Linked DNA regions of Mus musculus: regions 2, 3 and 4 are each linked to region 1. Evidence: chromatin contacts called from public HiChIP or PLAC-seq and promoter capture Hi-C data. All regions are on one chromosome and are shown on one strand. Each heading gives the region's core, a stretch centred on a gene start, on an enhancer-like site or on the middle of the called end of the contact. The rest is flanking DNA. Distances are from core to core; before and after follow the strand shown. Region 1 holds the start of Sox30 (SRY (sex determining region Y)-box 30). Region 2 overlaps Gm35624 (a long non-coding RNA gene). Region 3 holds the start of Nipal4 (NIPA-like domain containing 4). Region 4 overlaps Adam19 (a disintegrin and metallopeptidase domain 19 (meltrin beta)).

Evidence for each region. Promoter capture Hi-C pulls out the DNA fragments that hold promoters and counts their contacts. HiChIP or PLAC-seq counts read pairs in DNA pulled down with a chosen protein or histone mark.
Region 2: a promoter capture Hi-C map of the C10 cell line shows a contact between it and region 1. The contact joins the enhancer-like site here to the promoter of Sox30 in region 1. A contact is called at or near these places in 8 of 39 promoter capture datasets (the 3T3-L1 cell line, the C10 cell line, cranial neural crest and 4 more), 1 of 15 datasets of contacts at CTCF or cohesin (the NIH/3T3 cell line), 2 of 115 datasets of contacts at active chromatin or transcription factors (embryonic stem cells and neural tube) and 2 of 9 other capture datasets (liver and pancreatic islet).
Region 3: a promoter capture Hi-C map of neural stem cells shows a contact between it and region 1. The contact joins the promoter of Nipal4 here to the promoter of Sox30 in region 1. A contact is called at or near these places in 7 of 39 promoter capture datasets (the 3T3-L1 cell line, the C10 cell line, embryonic stem cells and 4 more), 1 of 484 Hi-C or Micro-C datasets (extraembryonic endoderm stem cells), 1 of 115 datasets of contacts at active chromatin or transcription factors (bone marrow-derived macrophages) and 3 of 9 other capture datasets (adipose tissue, embryonic stem cells and liver).
Region 4: a CTCF HiChIP or PLAC-seq map of the NIH/3T3 cell line shows a contact between it and region 1, with 9 read pairs. The contact joins the enhancer-like site here to the promoter of Sox30 in region 1. A contact is called at or near these places in 2 of 39 promoter capture datasets (the C10 cell line and cranial neural crest), 1 of 15 datasets of contacts at CTCF or cohesin (the NIH/3T3 cell line), 9 of 484 Hi-C or Micro-C datasets (the 63-12 cell line, B cells, LSK cells and 6 more), 4 of 115 datasets of contacts at active chromatin or transcription factors (effector CD8 T cells, embryonic stem cells and stem cell-derived neural progenitor cells) and 3 of 9 other capture datasets (adipose tissue, liver and pancreatic islet).

The regions. Positions count from the first base shown.
Region 1 is chr11:45,978,565-45,982,953 of GRCm38.p6, reverse strand. It overlaps Sox30 (SRY (sex determining region Y)-box 30), which reads right to left and starts at 2,644. Exons shown (of 5, transcript NM_173384.2): 1 at 1,581-2,644. The coding sequence starts at 2,634.
Region 2 is chr11:46,183,452-46,187,840 of GRCm38.p6, reverse strand. Gm35624 (a long non-coding RNA gene) reads right to left here. Exons shown (of 7, transcript XR_001780199.2): 5 at 3,020-3,100; 6 at 2,083-2,231. Among named protein-coding and RNA genes, the nearest start is that of Mir7239, 16 kb to the right of the region's middle. Within about 2 kb of position 2,235, at least 14 of the 459 cell types and tissues checked have an H3K27ac peak or open chromatin away from gene starts, as enhancers often do.
Region 3 is chr11:46,163,957-46,168,345 of GRCm38.p6, reverse strand. It overlaps Nipal4 (NIPA-like domain containing 4), which reads left to right and starts at 1,987. Exons shown (of 6, transcript NM_172524.3): 1 at 1,987-2,112. The coding sequence starts at 2,070. Gm35624 (a long non-coding RNA gene) reads right to left here and starts at 2,343. Exons shown (of 7, transcript XR_001780199.2): 1 at 2,194-2,343.
Region 4 is chr11:46,121,199-46,125,587 of GRCm38.p6, reverse strand. It overlaps Adam19 (a disintegrin and metallopeptidase domain 19 (meltrin beta)), which reads right to left. Exons shown (of 23, transcript NM_009616.4): 9 at 4,002-4,168; 10 at 2,411-2,495; 11 at 441-580. Among named protein-coding and RNA genes, the nearest start is that of Mir8100, 21 kb to the right of the region's middle. Within about 2 kb of position 2,102, at least 26 of the 459 cell types and tissues checked have an H3K27ac peak or open chromatin away from gene starts, as enhancers often do. A contact at or near this core is called in the NIH/3T3 cell line and adipose tissue, where this site is marked.

The DNA of each region.
Region 1 (4,389 bases), core at 1,395-3,894:
AAGTCATTGACAGCAGATCGAGTGTCTTTGAAGCAAAAATGTTTATGCTCAGTTTTTCACTAGGAAGGTGAACATCCTGCCACACTGAATTATTAAAACTAGTCTCATGTCCTGGGAGGAAAATTATACATATGACCCTGTGAGTCATGGTACAGTTAAAATTCTTATAAAGGAAATTCATTAAATTTGTATCCCTATGCAGTTCATAAAAGCACCATCTATGAACTTTTCACATTAATTCCTTTTTTTTTTTTTTTTTGGTTTTTCGAGACAGGGTTTCTCTGTATAGCCCTGGCTGTCCTGGAACTCACTTTGTAGACCAGGCTGGCCTCAAATTCAGAAATCCAACTGCCTCTGCCTCCTGAGTGCTGGGATTAAAGGTGTGCGCCACCACGCCCGGCACATTAATTCCTTTTAGGGTTCCTCGATATGTAAAAACGTTTTTGATTTGCAAAGGATGTTTAAAATAAATAATCTTGACTGAGGATGTAGCTCAGTTAGTAGAATACTTGCCTAGTATGCATTGAGCCCTGAGTTCAATTCCCAATGCCATATAAATCAGATATAGTAAGTGGTTGTGCCAAGAAGGACTTGGGAACATGTCAGGCATGAACACATAAAGTAAATAGAAGGGGGTATTTACGTTATTAAAAAACAGAAGTGAGCCGGGCGTGGTGGCGCACACCTTTAATCCCAGCACTTGGGAGGCAGAGGCAGGTGGATTTCTGAGTTCGAGGCCAGCCTGGTCTACAAAGTGAGTTCCAGGACAGCCAGGGCTACAAAGAGAAACCCTGTCTCGAAAAACCAACCCCCCCCCCCCAAAAAAAAACCAGAAGTGGAGAATCGGGACTAAAAATTAAAAAATAATAATAAATGTAAAAGTTCATGTAAACATGAAGAATGATTATGACTTCCTAAAACATTCAGTGATACAGAGTTCTGTGTGAACTAATTCTAAGGACTTGCTTAAAATATACTTGAAAATACTGGAAAGTAGTATTTGGTTGTAGTGACTTCTTTTAAATATATCTGTATCTATATATATGCTTAGATATATGCTTTAAATATATCTTTAAAATATATCTTAAATATAATCACTTCTTTTAAAAATCACTTGGCTTATTTTTATTATTTCTAAAAGCTTTAGCTATATGCTATATGTATGTTTTCTCTCAGAAAAGTTACTGTTCTCTTTTAACATCTATAGTCAATATAAACAACTATCATTTTTCTCGAACACTGGTATATTTTATTTCTTGATACACATAAACCTAAGAAGCTACTATGATAGAAAATTTGATGTTATTTTATATAAACTGAGGAATCTGTATCATCTAACAAGGCCTTCTGTTGAGTCTATTCTCTTAATCTGTTTACTAAGTCTTAAGAGTGACTGTTTATAAAAACTGTGGCAATACTTAAGTGTATTTTACCAGTATGTGGGCAAATCAACCAGAAGCACTCCCTGTGCAAGCTAAGGGCCGTACCAGGATTCTACTTTTCGAGCTTCAGCTCCTGAACTGCTAATATGTCTGTGCAACACAGACCTGTGAAAGCCAGATTCCCCTGGCTTCTAATACCTGCATCTGAGGGCAGCACGGTGAGGGGGACATCTTTGGTTTCAATTTTTACAGAAGGCTCCAGCAAGGACTGCATTTTAATAGGCACTGGTGTCAGGGGGACTTTGGACAACCGTATCAACTCAGAAGGCGGAGGCCCCTGAAACTGGATACGGGCTCCAGGTGGGACGGTGTGGAGTGTCAAAGGGAACCTTAGGTCTTGCTGGTGTGGCCCAAAAGCACTAGGCGGCTGGGCCAGGATGGCCTCCTTGCTGCTGTGGACCAGGCCATTGGACGTGGCCTCCGTGCCCAGCCTACAATCGTCCCTGGGTCTGTCTGGCTCCTCCGTCTTGATGACTCCTTCTCCGATGGCCAGCAGGCTCTTGCCTTCCCCGCCTTTCAGCGCATCCCTCGGAGCCTCCTCTGCCTCCAGCTTGGCTTTCTTCTCATCGCTTCGGCGGCCGTCGAGGGCCTTCCCGGTGCCATCCAACTTGGCGGCCCTCGAGGCTCTCGGGCCGGCCTCGGTGGTCCTCCGAGATCCCACCGACAGGTCCAAGCCCGCCCCCAGCTCTTGCTTCTCGGCCTTGACGAGCAGCGTCCGGGGCTGCATGGGGTGCAGCTCCGGCCTGCAGGGGCCTCCGTCGGCCGCGGACTGCGGAGGCAACAGCAGCAGCTCCGGCCTCAGCTGCAGCAGGCGCGCCTGCGCGGACGAGGCGGCGGCGGCAGCGGCAGCGGCGGCGGCGGCTGCGCCCTCGTCGGGAGCCGGAGGCACCCCCGGTCCTCCGGGAGGCAGCAGCAGCACCTGTTCCGGCTTCACTTGCAGCAGGCGTCGCGTCCCTGCCGCCTGCGCACCCGCCGCCGCGGCCTCCCCGCACGACGAGGCCACCGCGGCCATGGCGGCCGTGGCCTGAGCCGACGGCGACTGGGAGCGCTCTGCGGCCGCGGCCCGGAAGGTGGCGGCCTCGACGGGCTGCGCGGGCGGAGCGGGGCGCAACGGGCGCGGAGGGGTGGGCCGCGGCGGTTGGCGCGGCGGCGGCGGCGGTGGCGGCGGTGGCTCCGGCCTGGCTCTCTCCATGGGGGAGGGGGCGGGCGGGCCGCGGCCGGGATTGTGAGCTCAGCCGTTTGTTGGCGGCCTCCCCCTCCCCCTTTCGGTTAAGACCCTTCCAAGGCCTTGGCTACCCAGAACCCTACGCGCTCCACAGACGGGCTCGCCTCGCCCAATCAGGAGCGGCCCGGTGTCTCCCGCCAGCCAATCACAGGCACGTTCCCCGGCTCCTCCCACCCTCCACACTAGCCGCGTGCGAGAACCCTGGAATCATCCGCCATAGACCGGGCCGAAGCTCCTTGTGTCCCATTTTCCACGCCTCTTCACTCTCCCTCTCTTCCGGATTCTCTTTAGGCCTTGACCTTGGTTACCCCGCCCCCTCCTGGAGCGCGACAATGGCGTTGCCCAGGAAACCCTTCTGTTCCACGCCTTTACCAAGGACCTCCAGGGATGAAGGCGTGGGCCTTTCTTGCGGGCTGGGCTCTCGGCCTTGTGTGTTCATAAAGCCGGAGTCTGATAGGGTCTTCTAGTCATTCTCAAGTATGGGGACACCTTGGAACTTATAACTGATCTTACTGGACCTGGTTTTTGACTAGGTATAACTATTTTACTAGTTGAATTTTCAGTCTGCTTCCAAGATGCGACCCAGATTCATCCACCTTTTGAGGTCCCACCCACCATTATCCTGCTTAGGCTTCCATTGTCCTTCTCTAATTCCATATGGATGTTACAGTTCTCCTGAAGTTTTGCTCTTCACCTATGTCCCACTACCTCCCGACTGCCAGTTGTTCTAAAAATACAAGTCAAACTGTCACATTTCCCCCAAATCTTTCTGCCGCTCCCACTGGTTATGAGATAAAAGTTCGAAATTCTTAACCCCGCAGAGCCTGATAAACCTGATTAGTAGCTTAGGCTATACCTACAGTTTGAGTTTTTTACACTTTCACCACATTGCTTCCCATGCTATTCTTTTTCATCACAGGACGCTTTAGCAAGTCAAGCATTTATGTCTCTTGTAACTCCCGTTTATTTTTCAACTTGGAGCTGAACCGGCATTTCAGAGAAAACCATGACAGCATTCGTTCGAATCTCTTTTATGCACTCACACCTGATCATGTCCTTTGAAGTGCTTTCTTTGTGTGATTATTCTGCGCCTCTTCCAGTTGATTGTTACCTCCTTTGGGAAAGAACTGCTTTTGTTTTGCTCATCATTGACTCCCCAGTGCCGACTGTTGAGTAATTGTGCAATAAATGCTTATTGAATAAAGAAATAAGAACTGCCACAGCATAATAAAATAGTAATACTATGTATATTAAGGGCTCATTTTAAGGTTTTTTTTCCATGTGTGTGCCTCTTCTTTTAAGAAGGAGTGTGTTTAGTTTTTATTCAATATTAGCAAGTAAATGAGAAATTATCAACATTTCCTGCATCACTAGACATCCTGACTAAAAGTTACAGCTCTATCTTGAGGAAGATAAACACTATAGCCAAGGCAATTAAAGATGAATTCTTTACTAAAAGTTAATGCTCTATCTTGAGGAAGATAAACACTATAGCCAAGGCAATTAAAGATGAATTCTTTCTAATGCTCTATAGTTCATACATCTATACATGGAAGAACACAACACAGATGGACAACTAAACCTGTAGATTGTGCTTAGGAGGTTCAGGCAAAAGGGTTGTTATAAGTTTGAGGCCAGCCTGAGTTATCTGTCAGTTAAAGTCCAACTTTGGCTACAATATGAGATTCTGCCTCAAATAGACCAAACTATACTAAACAAAAC
Region 2 (4,389 bases), core at 986-3,485, 210 kb before region 1:
TCAGATGCTAAATGCTATTGCTGACAAAATGTCAATGGGATTAAATTTAGACAAGCTAGGAAGTGCAGTGGAAGGATTCAGGAAAACAACAGAACACCCTCAACTACATAGAAAAGAAAGTCAAATGTTGGGTACTGATTACTTGGCATACACATTTTCTTACTATTGATATTACAAAAAACAAGGGCATCTACATTTATCAAATTTACTTTGAAGGGATTTAAACACTTTTTATATATACATTTTAGAAAACAAGTGTGGAATTTACAGAAAAGGTATACATGTGGGGATAATCCATATTGCAGTGAAATAATAAACAGATTAAGAGAGCGAGATTAAAAAAAATGTTTTGCAGCAAGGGGTGGTGGCGCACGCCTTTAATCCCAGCACTCGGGAGGCAGAGGCAGACGGATTTCTGAGTTCGAGACCAGCCTGGTCTACAAAGTGAGTTCCAGGACAGCCAGAGCTAGACAGAGAAACCCTGTCTCGAAAAACCAAAAATTAAAATTAAAATTTAAAAAAATGTTTTGCACAACCAAGATTCCCCTTTGGTTCATGCTGCTATTCAGACTAGCCTTGGCAGATTGTAAACCAAAACTTGCATGGCTAAAAGTGGTGAGAAAACCCGTTGAGCCCATTGTGCTTCCCAGGACACATTATAATATCCCAGAAATAACCATTTAAAAGAAGGTGTCGGGGAAATACATGTTCCTGTTGTAGCAATAGTCCCATATGTCGGGGAAATACATGTTCCTGTTGTAGCAATAGTCCCATATGACCTTGTCACTGCAGTCAAACGTCACATGTCATGTGCATGATTGACTTGTGACGCTGAGCATTGTTTTAAAACTCTTACTGGAAAGTGTCCCATGTCAGAGCAGCTTCTTCACACTGAAATTAGGTTTTTAGAAGACATCCAAGGGCTACCAAGACACAAGGTTAACCATAGACTATGTTTAAAATCCTAACTATGATAATATTCAGTGCTGGCACACACCTTTAATTACAGCACTCCAGAGGCTGAAGCAGGTGGATCTCTGAGTTCCTGGCCAGCCTGGTCTACAGAGTGAGTTCCAGGACAGCCAGGAAACCTGGTGTCAAAAAAAAAAAGAAGAAGAAGAAGAAGAAGAAAGAGAGAGAGAGAGAGAGAGAGAGAGAGGAAGAAGAAGAAGAAGAAGAGGAGGAGGAGGAGGAGGAGGAGGAGGAGGAGGAGGAGGAGGAAAGAAAAAAAGAAAAAAAAAAGAAAAGAAAAGAAAAGAAAAGAAAAGAAAAGAAGCCGGACAGAGAATATTATAGGGCTAGAGAGATGGCTCCACAGCAGTTAAGAGCATTTGTTCTTTCAACAGACCCAAGTTCTGTTCCTAGCACCCATATCAATAACTGACAACCTCCCATAACTGCAGCTCCAAGGGATCTGACACCGGCTTCTGGTCTCCAAAAGGCATTCACACACACAATACCATATACACAAAATGCACAAACATACACCTACACTTAGACACACACACACACACACACACACACACACACATTACTGTTGTTAACATTAAGAAAGGAAATACGCAGGGCTGGAGAGATGGCTCAGCAGTTAAGAGCACTGAATGCTCTTCCAGAGGTCTTGAGTTCAATTCCCAGTAACCACATGGTGGCTCACAACCATCTGTAATGGGATCTCATCCCCTCTTCCAGTGTGTCTGAAGACAGTGACAGTGTACTCATATAAATAAAAATAAATAAATAAATCCAAAAAAAAGGAAAGAAAAGAAAAGAAAGGAAACACGGAGTGTATAGGAGAATCTAGAGTACATATTTTGAATCCAGCCACTCAGAAATATCTAAGGACTATTGTGTTTAATTAAATTGGATTTTTGCCTATACTGTCATATTGAAATCCTGATTTTACATCTACTTTACTTAATGTAATGAAGTGTCAAGTCTCAATGACAGCATATTTTATAAGTTTATTAGTTACTTAGAACATTTAATTACTTAGAGACATATGGTATATGCTACCTTTGCCCCCAGACACTGCCACATTAAACAGGATAGAGCCTACGGTGGGAAAGAGATGAAGACACTCACTTGATCCGTGGAGGAGGCAAGTCACCAACTCCCACAGCCAGCCCCCACTTCCATATGGTTTGGTTTATTCTGATTTCCCCGCCTAAGCTTCCTCCTGTGTGATTCCCACTGGGTTCCAGATGCTCTGCTGTCTAGCTGCTCCAGGCTTCCTGCAGACAAGGGGAAAGATGGTGAGATTTCCCTGGGAAAACATGCTGCCTGGTGCTATCAGAACAAAAACCAGGCTGCCTGTGAACTCCACCCTCATTAGTTTGAATAAAACCCAGGCGTTTCTGCCTTGTGGGGTTTCCAAAGGGCAGGAAAAGGAGAAATCAAAGAGAGCCAGCTGTATAGGTCTTAAAACACGTTCTGGTAGGGAGCCAAGACTTCGGGTGAGCTCAAGAAAGTGAAGCAGGTTCAATGGTGGCTACTACAAGGGTAGGGTTGACTGGGTAAGACGGAGTGCAGCTACCCCCTACCAAATATTCTCATTGACTCTCCTCCCTACAAATGCCAGTGTCATCACTCCATTTTATGCTCGAGGACCCAAATGCAAAACACAATAGAAGCCTGGCAGGTTCATCACTGGCTTTTCTCAGTTCTTCTGGGGGGTCCAGGATTCCTCCTTGCTCCCTGGGCCCTCATAACTGCCTCAGTCTACCAGAAATGTTACCTCACCCCTCCTTGTCTGGAGAGATTGAGGACTTCTGTTAACCTTCCATAACTTTCTTCTGCTGTCCAAGGAAGGAGTATCTCCAACCTCTCTGTCCTTGGTCTTATTCAGCGAGAACTTTCAACCATTTAATCAATACAATTCACAAAAGCACCATCTATCTCTGTCTTCAGCACCATCATCATGCCCAGGCCTTGGACACTGGGTAGCATAGCATAAATGTTCCTCTTCTACTCACCTCTGATCAAAGGCTTGTCTTGTACTTGATAGCAACAGGGAACCTACCTAGAACAGCAGTAGGCATCAAAGAGAAGAGCAGAGAGGGGTAGATAGCTGGTATAGACTATGGGATGCAGGAAGCAGAGTCTGTGGAGAAGAAGATGGAGAAAGGATGGACAGAACCAAACAAGAAAGGAAAAGATTCAGGTGTGGAATCACATGCCTTTTAGTCCTAGCACTTGGGGGCCAAAGGCAAGTGATGTCCATAGTTGGTTATAAGCCAGCCAAGGCTTCATAGTGACACCCTGCCTCAAAGATAGATAGATAGATAGATAGATAGATAGATAGATAGATAGATAGATAGGCAGGCAGATGGATAGGCAGGCAGATGGATAGATAGATAGATAGATAGATAGATAGATAGATAGATAGATAGATAGATAGATAGATAGGCAGGCAGATGGATAGATAGATAGATAGATAGATAGATAGATAGATAGATAGGCAGGCAGATGGATAGATAGATAGATAGATAGATAGATAGATAGATAGATAGATAGATAGATAGATAGATAGAAAAAAACAAGTAAATAAATAAATGGGGGGAACATAGTGAGGGCAATACTGATGTTCATATTTCTTTCTCTTGGGGATACATCTCAGCCAAGAATACAAGCAATAGAGAGCAACAATCTAGGTTGTTAGAAATTAGTAAGAGTTTTAAATCAGAAAACATTTTTATATATTTTGATAATATTTTTTCCACTCCCTCAGCACCTCCCAGATCTTCCCCACACCTCTCTACCCACCCAACTTCATGTTCTTTCTACAACAATAACTACAACTAGAACCAAAAGCCAAAACAAGCAAACAATAAAATGAAAACTTTCAAGACAAAAAGAGAATCCATTTTGCGATGGCCTCCTGGGAAGGAGACCTACCCTGGAGTGTGTTTGATATCCCCAGTGACACTCCATTTAATTTTTTCTTAAAAAATTTAAAGATGATTTTCTCTTTGCCAAAGGCTATCTTGCAAATAGTTTCTTGGTTAGGGGTGGAAACCCATGTCCATCTCCCCTTCTCAGTGCTGGGATCCCATCTGACTTGAACTTGTGTGTGCTGCCACAGTCTCTGTATGCGTGTCAGTTCTACTGTGTCTTGAAGACACAATTTCCTTGGCATTATCCATCAACACTGGCCTTTATTCTACCAACTCTTCTACATAGATCTCTGAGCCTTGAGGTTAAGAGCTTCGAGGACTTCCCATTTAGGACTGAGGACTCATAGTTTCTCACCCTCTGCACATTGTCCTGGTCACTGTTTTAATTCCCACCTACACCAAGAAAAAGCTTCTCTAATAAGGACTGAGGAAAGGCCCTAGTCCATTTGGTATAGCAGTATGTCATTAGGAGTCATTTATTGCTATGTTACTTTAA
Region 3 (4,389 bases), core at 738-3,237, 190 kb before region 1:
CAAGATGGACTCGGGTAGGGTGCCGCTAAGGACTCAGACTTGGGAGCCCAGCAGGCTCTGGCCTCATTTCACTCCTCACATGGACTAGAAAGAGTGCCTATCTCATAGGAAGCTAGATGAGATAAAACCCATGGACATTGCATGTCCAAAGATGTCCTCGCTGCCAGAGCTGACCTTTCAGCTCTGACCTTTCATCATGCCTTTCATCCTGGTGCTGTCTCTTAATTAACTAACTAATTAATTAATTTATATCCTGACTGCAGTTTCCCTTCCTCCTCTTCCCGGTCCGTCACTCCCACCCTCCCTGCCCCATCCACCCCTCCTCCTCGTCTCCTCAGAAAAGGGGAGGGAGGCCTCCATGAATACCAACTATCCTTGGCATATCAAGTAGCAGTAGGACTAGGTGCAGCTTCTCCTATTGAGGCTAGAAGAGGCAGCCCAGTAGGAGAAAGGGTCCCAAAGGCAGGCAACAGGATCAGAGACAGCTTCTGCACCCGCTGTTAGGAGTCCCACATGAAGACAAAGATGTACAACCATTACATATGTGCAGAGGTCAGTCCCGTGCAGGCTCCTCGGTTGGCGGTTCAATCTCTGTGACCCTTTGTGGGCTCCATCTGGGTTCTTCTCGTTCCCAGCTGAGATTCAGGACAAGTTACCTGTTCGCTATGCTTAGTGTGCTCTCTGGTGATAATAAAGGTATGTACCCAGTATGGTAGACATGGGGGTTAAACAAACCGGATTTGGTCAGGACTTGGAACACTGCCTGGCTAATGGCAAGCACTTCACAGTATTTCCGTGGCTCAGGCAGTCAGGGTCCTTCTGACTCAGTTTTACCGTCATCCGAAGAGTCAATACCTTTCTTGATTTTGTTATTATCACCACCATCACTACAATTATTGTTATAACCGTGTTGAGGTATTTTTTTTTGACAAATAAAAATTGCAGGGCTGGTGAGAAGGCTCTGTGGGTAACAGCACAAGCCTGCTAACCTGGGTTGAGACCCTAGGGACACGGTGGAAAGGGAGTTGTCCTCTGACTTTCTCATGAGTGCCGTGGCTTGCACACTCACACGCATATGCACACACAAATATGTGTAAGAAAGCTGCGTGTATTTAAGGTATACAATGTGATGACTTTATATGTATATATATATTATGAAATGAGTACCATAAAGAAGCTAACTAATATACCCAATACATCCCACATACTAGCACATACAGAGTCCATCACTACACACACATACACACACACACACATATATATGTGTGTGTGTGTGTATGCCATCACTTTTGCACATAAACATTCAATCACAACTCTTATTATATAAACAGGTATGCTTATATAATTTTATTATATATGTATAAAATTTATGAACGGTGATTTTGGAAAATATCTGCTTCTAAATGATTGGTCTTAGTTCGCTTCTCCCAGAACTATGTAAGAACAGAATTCATTTGGACTGCCAATCACTTCATTTCCTTCTTCCATTCAGCCTACCAGTCCCCTGCCATCATCCATTCATGAGACACAAATATTCACTGAACATTTAAGGGCTCCCGTCATCCACAGTGCCCAGCACAGATCAGACCTCTAAGTAAGGCAGTGATGAGTAGACCAGGAGGATAAAAGAAGAAGGGGAGGAACTAAGTTCTCAGACCTTTCTTTGATACTTCCATCTCCCAAAGTGGCTTCCTCTGTGCCATCCGGAGTGTATCAACTCTGCTACATGTGGGTGCTGGCATCCCGGAAAGGCGGGCCCGGGGAACCCGCCCCCTCTCTCTTGCCCCTGGCACGGGCGGATGACTCGGTGGCTGGCACCCAGCTGCGGTCGCACCCCAGAAGGGCATGAGCCCCTGCCCCAGAGTTGATTCCCCATCGCCCGGTGTTGCCCAAGGCACAGGGTGACTCCTCCCCGAGGACCCTCCCCTTCGGGGCGCGCGTCACTCTCCCCACCCCTGGGTTCGGACCCTGGCGGCTTCCCGTGCCGTGCCTGCCGGAGCCACGTTGGGACAAGTCACGGCAACCTGCCCAGGAACCGCGGACCTCGGGCGCTGTCAGCCCAGGTCCCCATGGAGCTGCGGGTCGCCAACGCCAATGGCAGCTGCGAGAACGGTGCGTGCGGCTGTGAGGGAGACTTGGGCGGGTGCTGCGCTTCTCACCTTGTCCCCACCATCCTCGCCATCTCCTCCTCACCTGCTGGGGCCGCAAAGCTGGGAACAGGGGAGGTTAGCAACTTATTCCCACTCGGCTCCCAAACTGTCCTGAAGTTCCGGGTCTGGCGGAGATGTCACCTCCCCAGTGGCAGCTGCCGGGAGCTGAAGCAACAGAAAGAAGAAAAACAGAGCGCACTGGGGCAGGTGGCCTGTGAAAGGGGTGGGATAGAAAACTCAGGAGTAGTGTTGGCTTGCTGCAGGCTAACTAGATAACCTGTTGACATCTTTCCATCATCTAAACCAGAGAGTAGAGGAACAGAGAGGCTCCCTAGTCCAAAATTACACAACACATTTTGAAAAGGGAGAGAAAGGACCTCAGACAGTGCTTAGGAAATACCCTCGATTTTCTGGAATATTCCTTAACTATGTAGACCTTGGTCCTTCCCTGAACTATATTCCATTTAGTCCCAGAAACAAACTCTAATATGATATGCAGGCAGTTGTTTTATCTTTTTTTGTTGTTGTTATTGTTGTATTTAGACAAAGACTTGCTAAATTGTCCAGAATAGCTTAAAATGTGTGATTCTCCTGCCTCCGTTCCTCTCAGCCAGGAAATGCGAGCCTAAGTCACTGGGCTTTGATTTTATTTTTAAATTTACTTATTACTAGTGTGCATATGTCTATGTGCATATTACACACTCTCTCTCTCTCTCTCTCTCTCATGTGTGATAAATGATATATATTTATAGGCACAAGTGCCATCCTGAGGTGATGGAAGTGAGAGGACAAGTTGGAGAAGTGAGTTCGCTGCTTTTACATAAGTTCCAGGGCCAGAACTTGGGAGCAGGAGACTTTACCCAAGGAGCCATCTCCTCAGCCTTCAGCCTAGGTTTTAAAACATTTTGTTGTTGTTGTTGTTGTTTTCTATTCTTTTCATTTGTGTTCTTTTTTCTTTTTCTTTTCGTTTTTGCAGTGATGGAAACTGAACCCAGCCAGGGCCTCGTGTGTGTTAGGAAAGTATACTAACAATGGCCTTCGTCCCCAGGACACAGAGTTGTAATTTCACTATGCCCATTCTCCATTCGTCCCCAGGACACAGAGTTGTAATTTCACTATGCCCATTCTAGAGATGTAGAAACAGAGGCTGCAGCAGCAGGTCTAATCATTTGTGGCAGCTACCACGGTGGGGAATATGAACCACCTCCTGGATTCAGACTCCTGGACCTATGTGGCTGCTGTTCTCTGTTCCATCTGGAACTTTCTCTACTTTCGTCCTGTCTTGGAAGGACAGCCTGTGTGATGCTCTGAGTCCCTAACTTCTGCCCTTCTTCAGCGAAGAGCTTGAAGCCTGCTCTTAGGTGTTGGCTGAACCTCAGTCTCCTAAGCAACCAGGCGGGACTTTCCAGCCTCACCCCGTATCCCAAGGCAGCAGACATCTCCGGTCCTAGAACATTTTAGAGAAAAAGACAAGGAATCCATTTTTCCCATGTGCACTCCGTCTGAATTGGGTTCCCTAGGCCACCAGCTCTCTCTGGTTATAACTTCACTGTACTGGGAGAACTTGACTTCCATGGATGTGCTCAGGGGAACTGATTGGCTGGGGTGAGTCCTCTGGCTCCGCCCACTAGCAGTGAGATTGGGGAAAGCAGGGGAAAGGTGAGGGTACAGACATTACTGCCTGCATTTCCTGGGCTCAGGGAACTCCCCAGATGAGGCTCATGGGCAAGGATGCCCTGAGCTGGTGGAACAAGAGTGAGCTATGCAGAACCAGTCTGATTACGCGTAGATGACTTCTTGTCTCACAGCAAAGCACACACACATTTCCTGGGATTTCGGTCCCAGCTTCTGTTTTCTTTATGGGACTTCAATTCCCATAGCAGAACATAGGAGGGTCAGATGGGCTGTTTTGTTTTGTTTTTATTTTCCACTTTATCGCTTAAAAAAAAACATACAGAATGGAGGGTCTTGCTATGATAACTCCATACACATAAATAATTGTGCCTTGCTCACATTTGCTCCCCTTCTGCTTTCCGCCACCCTTTTTACCTCTCACTGTTTTTTAATGAATGCCTCCTTTTCCCTGTTCTGGTACCTGGTGTGGAACCTACGGCATTGCTCATCCCAGGCTAGTGTGCTACCATTAAGATACATCTGCTACTGAGCTACATCCAAGACCAGCTGGGTTTTCTAAAGGGCTCCTATACCTGTTCTCCACAATTCTGGGGCACATTCAAAA
Region 4 (4,389 bases), core at 853-3,352, 140 kb before region 1:
CCTTTTACTCTATAAACTACAAAGCTCCCGAAGAGGCAAGACCAAGGGTTGTGGTTGAACTGGGCATATGGGTGTGGTAGCACATACTTAAAGCCCCAAAGACTTTAGTAGTTGACGTGGGAGAGTTGCTTAAATTCACAAGTTCAAGATTTGACTGAGCAAGACTCTCACAGGTGATGTCAAAAACAAAAACAAAACAAACAAAACACGTTGAAGCCAGTTTTAGAGCTGAAAATTACAAACTATTCGTCAATCCAGACCACCTGCTCTCTGAGGAACTTAGCGTCCCACAACACATCTGCTCGCTTCTGTTTCATCTAAACATCATTTAAACTGCCTTCATCAACAGCTTGAAAGTTTCCCTGGGGCCATCTAGGCCATCTGACCCTGCACCTCTCAGCTCACTCTTCTCCCCACCGGCACCCTTCAGGTTGACTCACCCGGTGGCGGCGGCCATGATGCAGCCGCCATCGGCTGCACTGGCAGAACAGCAGTGTGCAGAATCATGGCTCATGCCAAAGTTGTGGCCAATCTCATGGGCCACAGTGGAGGCTACACCAATGGCATTCTCGGAGTGGTCCTGTTCAGAGAATTTCAAATTCAAGGTCAGGGGGTTCTTTCTGCTTTGCATGTCCTTTTCTTTTCTTTCCTTCCTCTTTCTTTCTTTCTCTCTCTCTCTTTTTTTTTTTTGCTTTATTTCTGAGTAGCCCTGGCTATCCTGGAACTCACTCTGTAGACCAGGCTGACCTCAAACTCAGAGATCCACCTGCCCCTGCCTCCTGAGTGCTGGGATTAAAGGCGTGCATCACCACCACCTGGCCTGCATGACTTTTTCTTATCTGAGCCTGACAGCGCTCCATTGATCTCCCCTAACGCTGAGCATATTGGCTCTTCATACCTTGCTTATAACAAATCTAAAGCCACTTGTCTTCATTTGAAAAGCAAATGCTCAAAAGACTGCTACCTGTGTTCTTAAAAGATGCAGACCACGAATGACCTGTGGATGCATCTCTCGGATGCATCACCTTGAATTGAGCAACAGAGACACTTGACTGGCTGCTTTCTGAGAGCACCCCTGCAGAAAGGGCCACCCCAGACAAAACTGGTACAGTGTGTGGTCCTCATCAGCAGAACAAATAGGGCTGGTGCAGCGATGTAAACCTAGAGCCCCAGCCAACTGAGAGGCTGAAGCAGGAGGGTCTTTTGAGCCCAGATGTTTGAGACTACCCTGGGCAACATAGTGAGACCCATTCCCCAAAACCAAACAGTAGAACAAAAGCAGCAAAATGGATGTTTATACCAGGCATGGTTGTGCATGCCTTTAATACTAGCTCTCAGGAGGCAGAGATAGGAGGATCTCTGTTAAAGGCTAGCCTGGTCTATGGGTGAGTTCTGAGATAGTCAGTGCTTTGTAGTGAGACCCTGTCTCCAAAAAACAACAAAAAGTGTATGTGTATATATATATATATATATATATATATATATATTCCTTTTATTATCTCACTTAATGTTTACTCTTACCCTAAGATCATAAGCCATGATCTTTACAACTAAAGACACACATTAACTCCAAAGTCGCATGGCTGCTCTTTGAAACCAATTTGACTCTAGAATCTGGGGTTTAACGTTCATGCTACCTTGTCAATAAAAATACATGATGGGTAGAGGGATAAAATAACAAATGAGCAGAGAGACGAGGCTTCCTTTATATCTCGTCCAGGTTAGAAGAGACAAGCCAAAATCCAGGGGCTAGGGATGTAGCTGTAGAGTACTGGAGGAGCATGCGTGAAGACTTGGGTTTGATCCCAGCACCACATCGAACTTGGTATGTTAGCCAACACTTGTCGTCCCAGCACTCAAGAGATGGAATCAGGAAGAACAGAACCCTAAGGTCATTTTGAGCTAGATAGCAAGCCGGAGGCTAGCCCGGTCTATACAATGAGTTCCAGGCCATCAACAGCTTCATAGCCAAAAAAAAAAAAAAAAACCCTACTCTTGCCAAGTCAGAATTTCAAAAGAGGGCAATTTCCTAACTTTGACTCTTGAGACAGGATCTCATTTCACAATGCGGTACCTAAGGACTCAAGACCCAGATGAGAAACACTTCTATCTCTGTTCACTCCCCTGCCCTCAGCTCCTGCTCTGCCTCCTCCTCCAGCCCGCTATGGAATAATACACAACCGATCTGGAGGGCCATTTTTACCACTGCTTACAAATGAACACAAAGATGAATGAAATTTTACCCCTGGCTACTATCCTTTGAACCTAAGAATTTCATCTGACACATTTGCTCTCTTTAATGCTTTTTTCTTCTGTGACTATAAATATCAAATCGGCTTTTCAAAGCTGACTTCCTCTCTTGGGAGCCATTGTCCCCTTGCGCAACATCATTGTCTTGTCTGAGACCCACCATGCTAACTCCTCCAGACTGGTACACGGAGCACATGGCCATGAGGGGGGCCAGGCCAATGGTGGTGCCTTGGAAGGACCTGCCCCTGCAGGAAGAAAAAAGACATGTAATTCAGGTGGGGGCTGAGAGAACTGTTCCCCAGGGGCAGGAGTGAATGGCTACCATGATGTGCACCGATCCCCTGACCTTCCCAGATTAGTCCCAAGAGGACAAGCCTGTTAACCCAGCCAACTGGATTTCTTTCAGGATACCACACCTCTCACCTCCTCTCACTTCCTCTCATAGTAGCAAAAAAAGGTCACTTTCCCCCTCAGAAAGTGCCCAAAGTCTCCAAAAGGAAAAAGGCAGGGCTTGAAAAGCTGTGCCCCATCCCTGATTCATAGAAAACGGCCAGACACAGGGGTCACAGGGAAGGGTGTGGTCCAGGCTGTGATGCCCAAGTGAATCATGTCCATTTCCGCCAGTGGCCAGCAGCTCAGGTCTTACCATCAGTGGCATGTGTCTTGGGGGCAAAAGCAAGGATGCTGGATGCAGCTGCGGGGCTGAGGCTGTGATCCACACATCACACAAGGACCAAGAAAGTAGCTGAGTCCCTTTGGGAGCCTCACAAACTGCAGCTGGGTGCAGGGCTAAGCTGTTTCCATCTCTGCTCCAAAATGATGGCCCTAACCTGTCAACAGCCAGTTTCTTCCAGTTTAACCTATCCCTTCTCCATCTCATCCACCCAGAGTAGGCGAGGAGAATAAATGGATGTTTGATAAATGTTTGCTTAATAAATTCAATATATGCCGATCTGAGTGTATGAAGCCCTGCTTGGCATTTCGGAGACTTGCACTTAGCTCTGGGAAGCTTTACTACCATAAACAGATTCAAAGTGTCCAATCCAAAAGTGCAGGCCAAATGTTTCAGCAAACAAAGACTTTCTCAGTGAGTGGATTGTCCTCAAGTGACCACTAAGAGTCTAGGTTTTAGGGACAGGTAAATATTGGAAATCGCAGTTATTATGAAAGGGTAAATCAAGGTATCAAGGATGAAATAATTACTGACTCGCCTATGTTATAAATAAATAAATAAATAAATACAAACAAGTAAAGGAGTTTATCATCTCTGTGCCTTTGTTGAGCACGAAGGTCCTACAGTCTACCATTTTGACCTTCCCAGGACTTCAGCCCTGAGACCCCAGAGAACGGTGTGAAGGACTTGAAGACCCATTTCCTGTATCCTGCAGTGGGAGGTCAACTGACTGTGCTCAAGAATGCCTGTTTCAGGCTAGCAACTGTGACCAAGAGTCATCTGCTCATTCCCCTAATATTCACTCCCAAGTGCCTCAGCTGCTCAGCTGATTACGGGTGAGGCTAATTGCCTCACGTGGAACTCTGCAGAGGACTGTTATCATTCTTAGGCTTTTTAACATTCTTTCAAGATGTGTTGAGTCTGAAAAAGCCTGGTTATGTGGCCCAGGGAGCAGGGTGGGGTCTTGCACAACCAACATTGGCCCCTGTGAAAGGAAGGGTGAATTTCGCACCCCTTACGGCAGGCAGGGGTTCTGCAGACAAAGCTGATACCACAAGACCAGAAAAGGGCTGCTTACGTGATTAGCTGAGCATTGTCATGGCTCTTCTGAGCAAGCAGCTTGCGCCTCCAACTAAGAAAGGACCAGAGGGTAGAGTAGGGATTCTCTGAAACTTCACACTTATCCCCATGCGTCCACACCTCCAAGCCGACAAGTGCAATTCGGATGTTCAGGGAGCGGTAAAACTGAAAAGACACCAAAAGGCCAGTTTCTCTCACCATCCGACCTAGGAGCTCAGAGCACAGATGCTGAGATTGCTCTCTGGCTCTAGAAATCGGGAAATACGACCTTCAGAGGGATGCATTCTGGTGGTCAAACTGGAGTATCTGGCTTAGAAAACAGGTTAAAAAAAAAAGTAGAGGGAACAACACCCTAACCATCAAGGGGTTCTTTGGTGGACCTGACC